Linked DNA regions of Ovis aries: region 1 is linked to region 2. A link is a contact called in public Hi-C data. All regions are on one chromosome and are shown on one strand. Each heading gives the region's core, a stretch centred on a gene start, on an enhancer-like site or on the middle of the called end of the contact. The rest is flanking DNA. Distances are from core to core; before and after follow the strand shown.

Region 1 (4,434 bases), core at 1,872-4,371, 270 kb after region 2:
GAAAGCCCTCATGCTTGGCTGCTTTTTCATGTCTCCCTCGGCAAATTATGGATCTCATTTCCAGTTTCTGCCCTTTCTCTTTTGGAGATCCAGGCTTAGCCTTGCAGTCGTTGACATAAAATATTCCAGTCCTTAATATGTACAATTCACTGGGCTCAGGCAATGTGCTACAGACAAATTGTAACAATGAGAGGCAACGATTATTTTTTCCTAAAGGATATCTGAAAATGAGATCACTACCTGGGCCAAAATTAAAACAATATCTGTGTAGAAATTTCTAAAGATCCTGGATTATTAATACAGCAATGGCGCTCCCTGGTGGCAATCACTGTGTATTACATGTCTTTGTCTGTTACTGCAACTCTGGATGAGTAATAAGCCAGGAGAAGGGGGCGACAGAGGATGAGATGGTTGGATGGCATCCCCGACTCAATGGACATGAGTTTGAGCAAATTCTGGGAGATAGTGAAGGACAGGGAAGTCTGGGGTGCTGCAGTCCATGAGGTCACAGAGAGTCAAACACAACTTAGCAACTGCACAAGTCTTGATTACTTTCTCCTGATCCCCTTGACCCCACCACAACCCATTTATAGTGATTCCAGACATAAGGCCACAGCTATAAGATTCAACCTGTTTCCACAGTTCAGAATTCTAGCAACTAGGATATGATACAAGGTCCTCATGAGGCTGACAAACAATTAAACCATTTGCTGTCAGGCTCCGGGATCACGTACCCATTTGGTAACGATGGATTAAGCCATCATCCCCTGCTTTTTCTGCAAGTGGTGGCTACACATGACACCCTCCTCCACCCACCCCCAACACAGACAGTCTCTCTGACTTTATTCCATGATTATAGGAAACAGACCAAAATGTATACGTCGACTTTCAGCTAGGTATTGAGCTATGGGCTGGAAACATGGTGATGAACAGCAAGCTGTGGTCCTGGCTCTAAAACTTTAGCAGTGGGAACAGGTGGCCAATTAACCTATAAATTATTCACTCTCAATTAAAATAATTGTTACAAGAAAGAGGCTCTGGGAGTCTATAAAAGTGAGACAGACCAATTAGGCCAGAAGGTCAGAAAAGTTTACCCTGAAGAAAGAGAGTAAGGTGTGCCTGTCAAAATGGAGAAGAGGCTGGTCAAAGTGATCAGAGTTTAGAGAAGAATGAACCTGGGGGCCCAGGCAGCCTGAACCCAGGCCTCTCCTGGGGCTAAAAGTGGGTAATAAGCGTGGGAACAATTAGGAGAAATAGTCATTAGGAAATCCCCAGGATGGCTGAAGTATTAAGAGATAATGTTGGTTAACTTAACCTTTGAGGAAGACTGAACTTGAGTTAAAGGATGAGTGTAAACTGTAACACCCCAATATTCATTTTAAGGGCTAAATGCTTTTAAATGGGAAATGTTGGAGAGGAGAGCATCCATAATAGAGAAATGTCTATTATTTCTCTTCTTAGGAGCCAAGGATATTGAAGAATTTATTATTTACATACCCTTCACTGCTTATGGAAGATGAGGAAATAACAATACCTACGTTATGGGTAAGAGTTCAGTTAGTAACAGGCAAAAGCTGAAAGGAAGGGAGGATAGTGGTGGCAGTTCCAATGGTGAATTGTAGCTACAAAAAAAATTGAGAAAAAAAGCCTTACCTTTGATGTCAGCTTAGGCTGCAGTCCATGGGGTCAGTAAGAGTTGGGCACGACTGAGCGACTTCACTTTCACTTTTCACTTTCATGCATTGGAGAAGGAAATGGCAACCCACTCCAGTATTCTTGCCTGGAAAATCCATGGATGGAGGAGCCTGGTGGGCTGCAGTCCATGGGGTCGCTAAGAGTCGGACAGGACTGAGTGAATTCACTTTCACTTTTTTCTTTCATGCATTGGAGAAGGAAATGGCAACCCACTCCAGTATTCTTGCCTGGAGAATCCCAGGGACAGAGGAGCCTAGTGGGCTGCCGTCTATGGGGTCGCACAGAGTTGGACACGACTGAAGCGACTTAGCAGCAGCAGCAGCAGCAGCAGCTCATAAAATGTAGTACACCTTAGATTAAACGTGGCCAAGATTTGGATTTAGGAGACCTGACTTCAGCCCCTCCTCTTCCACCTTTAGCTAGGTGATCAGGGTAACAAACTCTGTGCCTCCATTTTTGGATCTGCAAAATAGTGATAATAACTGCTCTTTAGATTGTGAGGTAGTGTATGTAAAGTACTTGGTATCATGCCTGTAATATTCCAATTACTCAACATTCATTTATTATTATTATAGGCTTCCCAGGTGGCTCAGTAGTCAAGAATCCACCTGCCAAAGCAGGGGACACAGGAAATGAGAGTTCTGTTCCCTGAGTGGCAAAGATCCCCTGGAGAAGGAAATAGCAACCCACTCCAGTACTCTTGCCTGGAAAATTCCATGGAGAGAGGAGTCTGGCAAGCCACAGTCCCTGGGTGTTGCAAAGAGTCAGACCAAGCAAGACAAAAAAAAAAAAAACTATCCGGAAAGAAATACACACACACACACACACACACACACACACACACACAAAATCAGGGAACTTTTTTACAGCAAAATTTTCTGTTATTTTTCAATTTTCTAAAATAAGTATGTATTTCTACTAAAATCAGAAGGGGAAATAAAACCCACAATGTTTGAATAAAAGAAATGTGACTAGTCCACTGCTTACCACATTTCCCAGATGATATTTGTTGCTCAAGGGCGTGGGAATATACATTAAAATCACGGATTCCGAGGCCACGACCTCGAAATACTGAATCAGAAGCTCTAAGGGACAAACCTGTTAATCTATGCATTCAATCAAGCCTAGCAGACGATTCTTATAATCAGGTACTCTGGGAATGAGCAGATTTAGAGCAAGGGGGCAGTACCGGGTGAGGGCGAGGAAGGCCAGCCCACGCTGCAGCAATAACTAGGGCCTACGCCTACAAGTCCCATTCTTTCCCGCAACTGGAGACGCGAGCCCGGAGCCTGCCGGGAGATGTAGTTTCCATCCGCCAGACCTCTGCTTATAAGAGAGCGGGAGCTGCCTGCCGGAAGACCTCCCGCCCCACAATGCAAAGATCGGCGGTGACGTCATCCGTAGAGCGTCCGGGACGCGGCGGGCGGTTTCCGCCGCCTCCGGCAGCAGCTCGGCTACCTGAGAGACTGCTGCGGCCGCTGGGGAGGCCGGCGCCGCGCCTTCCTCCTGCGTCCCCGCCGCCGCCGCCGCCTTCTCCTTTTCAGGCCCCTCCGCCACCTCTCCACGACCTAGGCCCTCTGTTCTTGAGAGGAAGCCTTACTCGGGCCCCTTGGCGGGCCCGGCGCGCAGCCATGGCTGACGGCGGGGGCGGAGGGGGCACCGGCGCGGTGGGCGGCGGCGGCGCGGGCCCGGCCTCGGCGGGGGCGGCGGCGGGCGGCGGCGGGGCCGGCGGGGGCGGCGGCCCCATCAACCCGGCCTCACTGCCCCCGGGCGACCCGCAGCTCATCGCGCTCATCGTGGAGCAACTCAAGAGCCGGGGTCTATTTGACAGCTTCCGCCGGGACTGCCTGGCCGACGTGGACACCAAGGTCAGCGGAGGCGGCTTGGGCTCATGGAGGGCAGGCTGGGCGTGAGGCTGCTAGGGCTGCAGCTTCGCATTTCCAAATACGAGAGAAAAACAAAAGGTGCTTTTCAAATCTCAGCAGCGAGGAGACCGCTTGGGGCAGTATAGGAAGCTTTCTGAGGGATGTCCACGTGGGTTCGGCTCCCCGCCCCATCCTTGCTCTGTGCGGCTTAGCCCAACGGCACTCTAAACTTGGGGACCCAGTACCGGTTTTACAGCCTCGACCCTGTATTTCCCAAGATGAGACTCCTTTAAGCACAACAGTAACAAATCTCAGTATGTTAAGAACACCGGAGAAAACCGGGTAAGTAAGCAGGAATGGTATGAATGCACAAACATCAGCCTTTCTTCCTTTTCTCTAGCTCAGTGATTTGCAGGCTTGAGTATGCAGTTAATTAAGGTACATTTTCGTAGAACCGGCACCCTTATTTTGTATTTCATCACTGGCTGAAAGATTCTGTTAGATCCTAATGCCACAGGTCAACCGGCTAATACTGTTTCACTTGACCTTGCCTAGATTCATTTGTGTTCAGTGAAGTCACTGGTGTTAAGTGTCAAAGAGTAGTCGCTGAAATGTTTTTTTTTTTTTTACTCCTTTTTCAGAAGTTTCTCTCACAAGACTGTGGTTGTAGATATAGGAGGCTCTCTTACTGAATGGGCTCCGCTTGGGAAGTGATTTCTCCTCTCTGAGCCCAACATGGAAATCTTTTGCCTACCTCACAGGAAGATTGTGAGCTTAAAACTAGGCCTTAAAGATAGGTTATCCATTAAACATTTATTGGTGAGGTTTCTGGACACAGGGTCAAGCATGTCACTATCCTGTCCTCAAAGTGTGT
Region 2 (4,270 bases), core at 273-2,772:
GGCTGCAGATGTGGATGGAATCTGACTGGAAAAGCAGATTTATTCCCAGTATTGCTTTGCACTAGCACTCCAAACCCGTAATCCCCCATTTATTATTTTTAGGCTCAGAATCTTAAGATAAAAAACAACCTGGTATCTCAAGCCTTTGTATCCTCTACTCCAAATGTAAGTTGCTTGTTTGAAACGTCTTATTTTTAGCTAGCTCAAAGATGCAGCTTATCACCCTAAATAGTTCAGATTTGGAATTCTGGTCTCTGAAAGAAAAAAAAAAACTTAAAAAAAAAAAAAAAGCAATCTTAAAACACTGACATGAATCCAACTAGGCTTATTTCTAGGAGGGAATAAAAACGAAGAGGGCAAAAATCAAGTCTTTGGTTAGTAAAATAGGCGCTTTCTTTTTCCAAAGGAAAACGTACATGAATGACAAAAACACAGCTTCTCAAGCATCTATGGATGTAGAAGAATAAGCATTGCGAGGAGTAAAAATATATATATATATAATTTAACAATCACATATGGTCTTCTTCAGCAGTTTAGATTCACTCACATAAAAATTAGAATAGGGCTAAGAGGAGAATAGGTTCTTTTCTTGGCAGCTTGGTTAAAAAAATCAGGAATAATTTAAGAACATTATATATTATATATTTATATATAGATAGATTATATTAGGTTATCTGGGGTGGGGGGCAAATTCCTGGTTGCGGGAGAGGAAATCAGCATTGACTAATGGAAAGATGATTGCAGGGAGGTTTCTGCTCTTCCTGATCCTGTTTCTGCTCTTTCACGGGGTGCAGTTTTGGCCTCTGGGGCTGTTCCTGAAGCTCTGGGTGCAGATCTTGCTGCGGTCGCTGTTCCTGGGCTCCCCCTGGCCTTCTCTCCCCCATGAAATGGTTTGGAAACACACCCGTTTCTCCCTCGTGGGGGTGTCGCGATCAGGATGGATTAGGGAGACTCGACGAGGACGAGCTGGCGGCCCGGGGGTGCGGGGACCAAGGGGGCGACCTGGAAGGTCCTGCGGTTTCGGCCTCTTCCCCTCTCTGCGGCTCCGGGGTTTTTTTCCCTCATGGGACCCAGGAGCGGTTTGTTCAGTTCTCTCAGTTCGATTCTCCGCGGGGGAGGGGGGGGTGGGGGGATGGGGCTTGGGGGGTGCGGGGGGGGAGGGAGAGGGAAAAAAGAAAACCCCACTAGCTTAGTTGTTCTAAAAAAGAAGGTCCTCCCCCCTTTGCTCTCTCTCTTTTTGCCCCCAGATTTTTTTTTTAACTATAATTTAGAAGGCTTTTGTTTCTCCTCACGGTTGCTGGGCCGTCGTCGTCGCCGCCGCTTTACCCCGGTCCCGCAGTCCCCGCCGTCGTAGTTGCGAACTCCGCCTGGCTCTTCTTCTCTCCTTCTTCCTCCTCTTCCTCTTCTGCTGTCGCCTCCGCCGCCGCTGCTGCTGCCGCTGCCGCCGCCGCCGCCGCCTCCCGGTGCCCGGGTCCAGCAGCCGCGGCTGAGTCCTTCTCCTCAGGACCTAGCCGAGTGAAATGACAACCAGCTGGAAAGACCGAGAGACACTTCCGGTTCGAGAAGGGAGGGGTGGGTTAGGCCAGACACCCCGCCCACCTGCCTAAAGGCCAATAAGCTGCTAGAATTCAGATAAGGCCACGCCCACAACCCAGGTGCCCTCCCAGGAAGGTCGAAAAGTTACGTCGAGAGACGCCCCTTCCGTCTGTGCCTCGCCCAGTGAGGCCTGGAGCCTGGAACTCGCTCTACTACCCAGAGGGAACCCAGCGAGTCGCCATCTTTAGTGTGGGCAAAGGACTACTGCGCTGTTTATTTCGCTTAACCACGCTCTGCAGGAGGAGCGTACAGGGGCGCGCGGAAGAAAACGGATTTTCCTAGCACTGTGGAAAAGAGTCCAGGAGTAGGAGATTGGATTGGCTACCCATGAAACCGCGGATGATCGGGAGGACTGCCCAGAGTAAACGTGGTTCCCCAGGCATCTCGTGCTTTGGCTCGAGCTCCGCCCCGGAGGGATCTGGAAGAGGAGGCGGGTTTTACCAGCTGCTGTAAGGTGTCTAGAATTGCGTATGTGCTTGTCCTGAAAGTGGATCTTACGCGGGACTCTCCCTTCACCTTCCATCCCCCAACCCCCACTCCTCCTGCTTGGTTTAGGCTCCCGTCCGGTGCAGTGTTTCAGGCACAAAGATACAGCTGCGGCGTCCGTGGCCAAGCCCTCCTTATCCCCACCCGCTCTAATGTACCTTACCCGCTTATTAGGGGCACATTTCCAAAATGAAGAATCTTAACCAGGATCCTCACCTGTTCTGCTCTCTCTACGACTGCCCACTACCTCCTTGAAAAAGACCAAACTTTTTATCCTCATATTCAAGTGTTTTGCACTCTAGGGGCAGTATATCTTAACATCTCATCTCCTCCAAACGCCCCACAACAAGCTCCTCCAAATGTAATCTCAGTTCCTTTTTACCTTCCATTTCCTCTCTCCTCCACCTGGTAAACTCTAATTTAGTTTTAGGAATCGGATCAAAAGCTACCAACTCTGTCTTCTGAAATCCCTCTTAAATGGATGTCCATGGCCCAGTATATTTCTCATGCTTGTCACCCTCTATTGTAATGGTTGCTTATGTCTCCTGGACCTGTGGTCACCTGTGGGCTTTTTGAGGAGAGGACCTTGTATTGATAGATAGGAATCATTAGCGAATGGATGCTGAAAAAAAAGAGTGAACAAACCAACTACAGTGATATTCTTCCTGAATCCTTTTTTCAGGTCTGCCATTTGGTTTGGGGCTAACGTCTCTCAAACTGTCATCATTTAGGTTATTCATTTGCTATTCAAGGGTTCCTTGTCTTTGTACATGACCACCATCAGGACCTAAATTAACGCCTTGCTCTCAGCAAAGGTTCTAAAGATGTTGAATAGTGAGTATCTTCATTTAGTAGAAAATGAAAAATGAAGAAATCAGAGTAGATCCACAAGTGACTATGGCAAAAAGTAGGGAGTAAAAAGGAGAGATCACAGACTTTTAAGAAAGATCTCATGAAAGGAAATGACTTCCACTAGTCTTTCCTCAGTGGTCCCAACTTCTGCTGCCTCAGTTTATCAGTCCTCCCATATTCCATGTAGAACACCTGTTTGGGATCTGAATCAGTGATTTTATTTATTTATTTATTGTCTTATGTCCTGAACATGAGTCTTTGTAACTCTGCTTTGAGTTCCTTGAGTGTTAGGGATTGGGTCTTATTCTACTGTTTATTCCCCATAACTGGCCATACCTTGAGACTGAGGTGGTTCAATTAGGTGTCCTTTCCTCCAGAATGGTTTCCCTGACTCTCCTTTGTGTAGCATCTTGTAGATTCTCCTCATTTAGTTACTTCTGGTTGTCAGTTAGTCGTGTTTTTTTTTTCCCCCCCCCCACAGGCAGAGATTTTGTCTGATTTATCTGTGTGTCGCTAGTGGCCTTCAGAGGATTTGGCAGAGTGGACTCAGAATATGTTTATTGAATGAATGAATGAATGTTTAATATTCAGTAGATGGTTGAGAGTCTTTTGGGGCTGCCAATTCTTAGTGTCTGAAATAGCTGCCATGCTTGAAGAAAAGAGGGGTATCTTTAGAACCAAACTGGTTATTTGAATCCCAGATCTTCTACTGCCTAATTGTAGAGCTCTGGGCAGAAATCACCTCTACAATCCCCTGATTCCTTATCAATAAAATCTGAATGATAGTTCCTCCCTGGCTAGAAGGTAGTAAATTACAGTGAAGTGCTGGGTTCATAGGAGGTTTTCAAAAATGTCAGTTCCTTATTGACATATTAAGCATAGAGAACTACTTCACTAGTGTCTTTTTCCCAGAAACTGCATGCATGAGTGAATCTAGAAACTTAGGTCACTTTGTAGAGGGAGGAGGCACGCCAGCGCCATAGTCAGGATGCTGGTTGGTCAGCCTGATCTTTTAAAGCTAAATCAGGGTTTGGGCTGGGCTGAAGCTAAGATGATCTCTGGAGACATCAGACTTCTGGGTAGCAATTAAGAGCATGGGAGAAGGAAGAGGGAAACAATTCTCTTGAGTCAGTTGACTACTCAGAAACCCAGGATACCGAGCTCAGAACTGCCTTCCTTGAGAACATAATGGCTCAGAAACTGCCCCAGGTAACCATGACAACAATTCAGCAGCTCTATTTAGGATTTCCAAAGAGATCAACAGTTGCAGATGAGCGCTGGCTTGAAAACTCTGTTAGCAGAAGAGAGCCCCTCCCATGAAACATGCTCACTGGGA

Evidence for each region. Hi-C and Micro-C count contacts between places; a contact is called where the count stands out from the background.
Region 1: a contact with region 2 is called in a Hi-C map of mixed tissues, with 3 times the contacts expected there. The contact joins the promoter of BOD1 here to the promoter of CPEB4 in region 2. A contact is called at or near these places in 2 of 16 Hi-C or Micro-C datasets (mixed tissues and skin fibroblasts).

What each region holds. Positions count from the first base shown.
Region 1 is chr16:5,499,568-5,504,001 of ARS-UI_Ramb_v3.0, reverse strand. BOD1 (biorientation of chromosomes in cell division 1) reads left to right here and starts at 3,121. Exons shown (of 4, transcript XM_012097204.4): 1 at 3,121-3,563. The coding sequence starts at 3,327. It overlaps LOC121816792 (a long non-coding RNA gene), which reads right to left and starts at 2,942. Exons shown (of 3, transcript XR_006056484.2): 1 at 2,683-2,942; 2 at 1,654-2,157.
Region 2 is chr16:5,767,076-5,771,345 of ARS-UI_Ramb_v3.0, reverse strand. It overlaps CPEB4 (cytoplasmic polyadenylation element binding protein 4), which reads right to left and starts at 1,522. Exons shown (of 10, transcript XM_060400575.1): 1 at 1-1,522. The coding sequence starts at 89.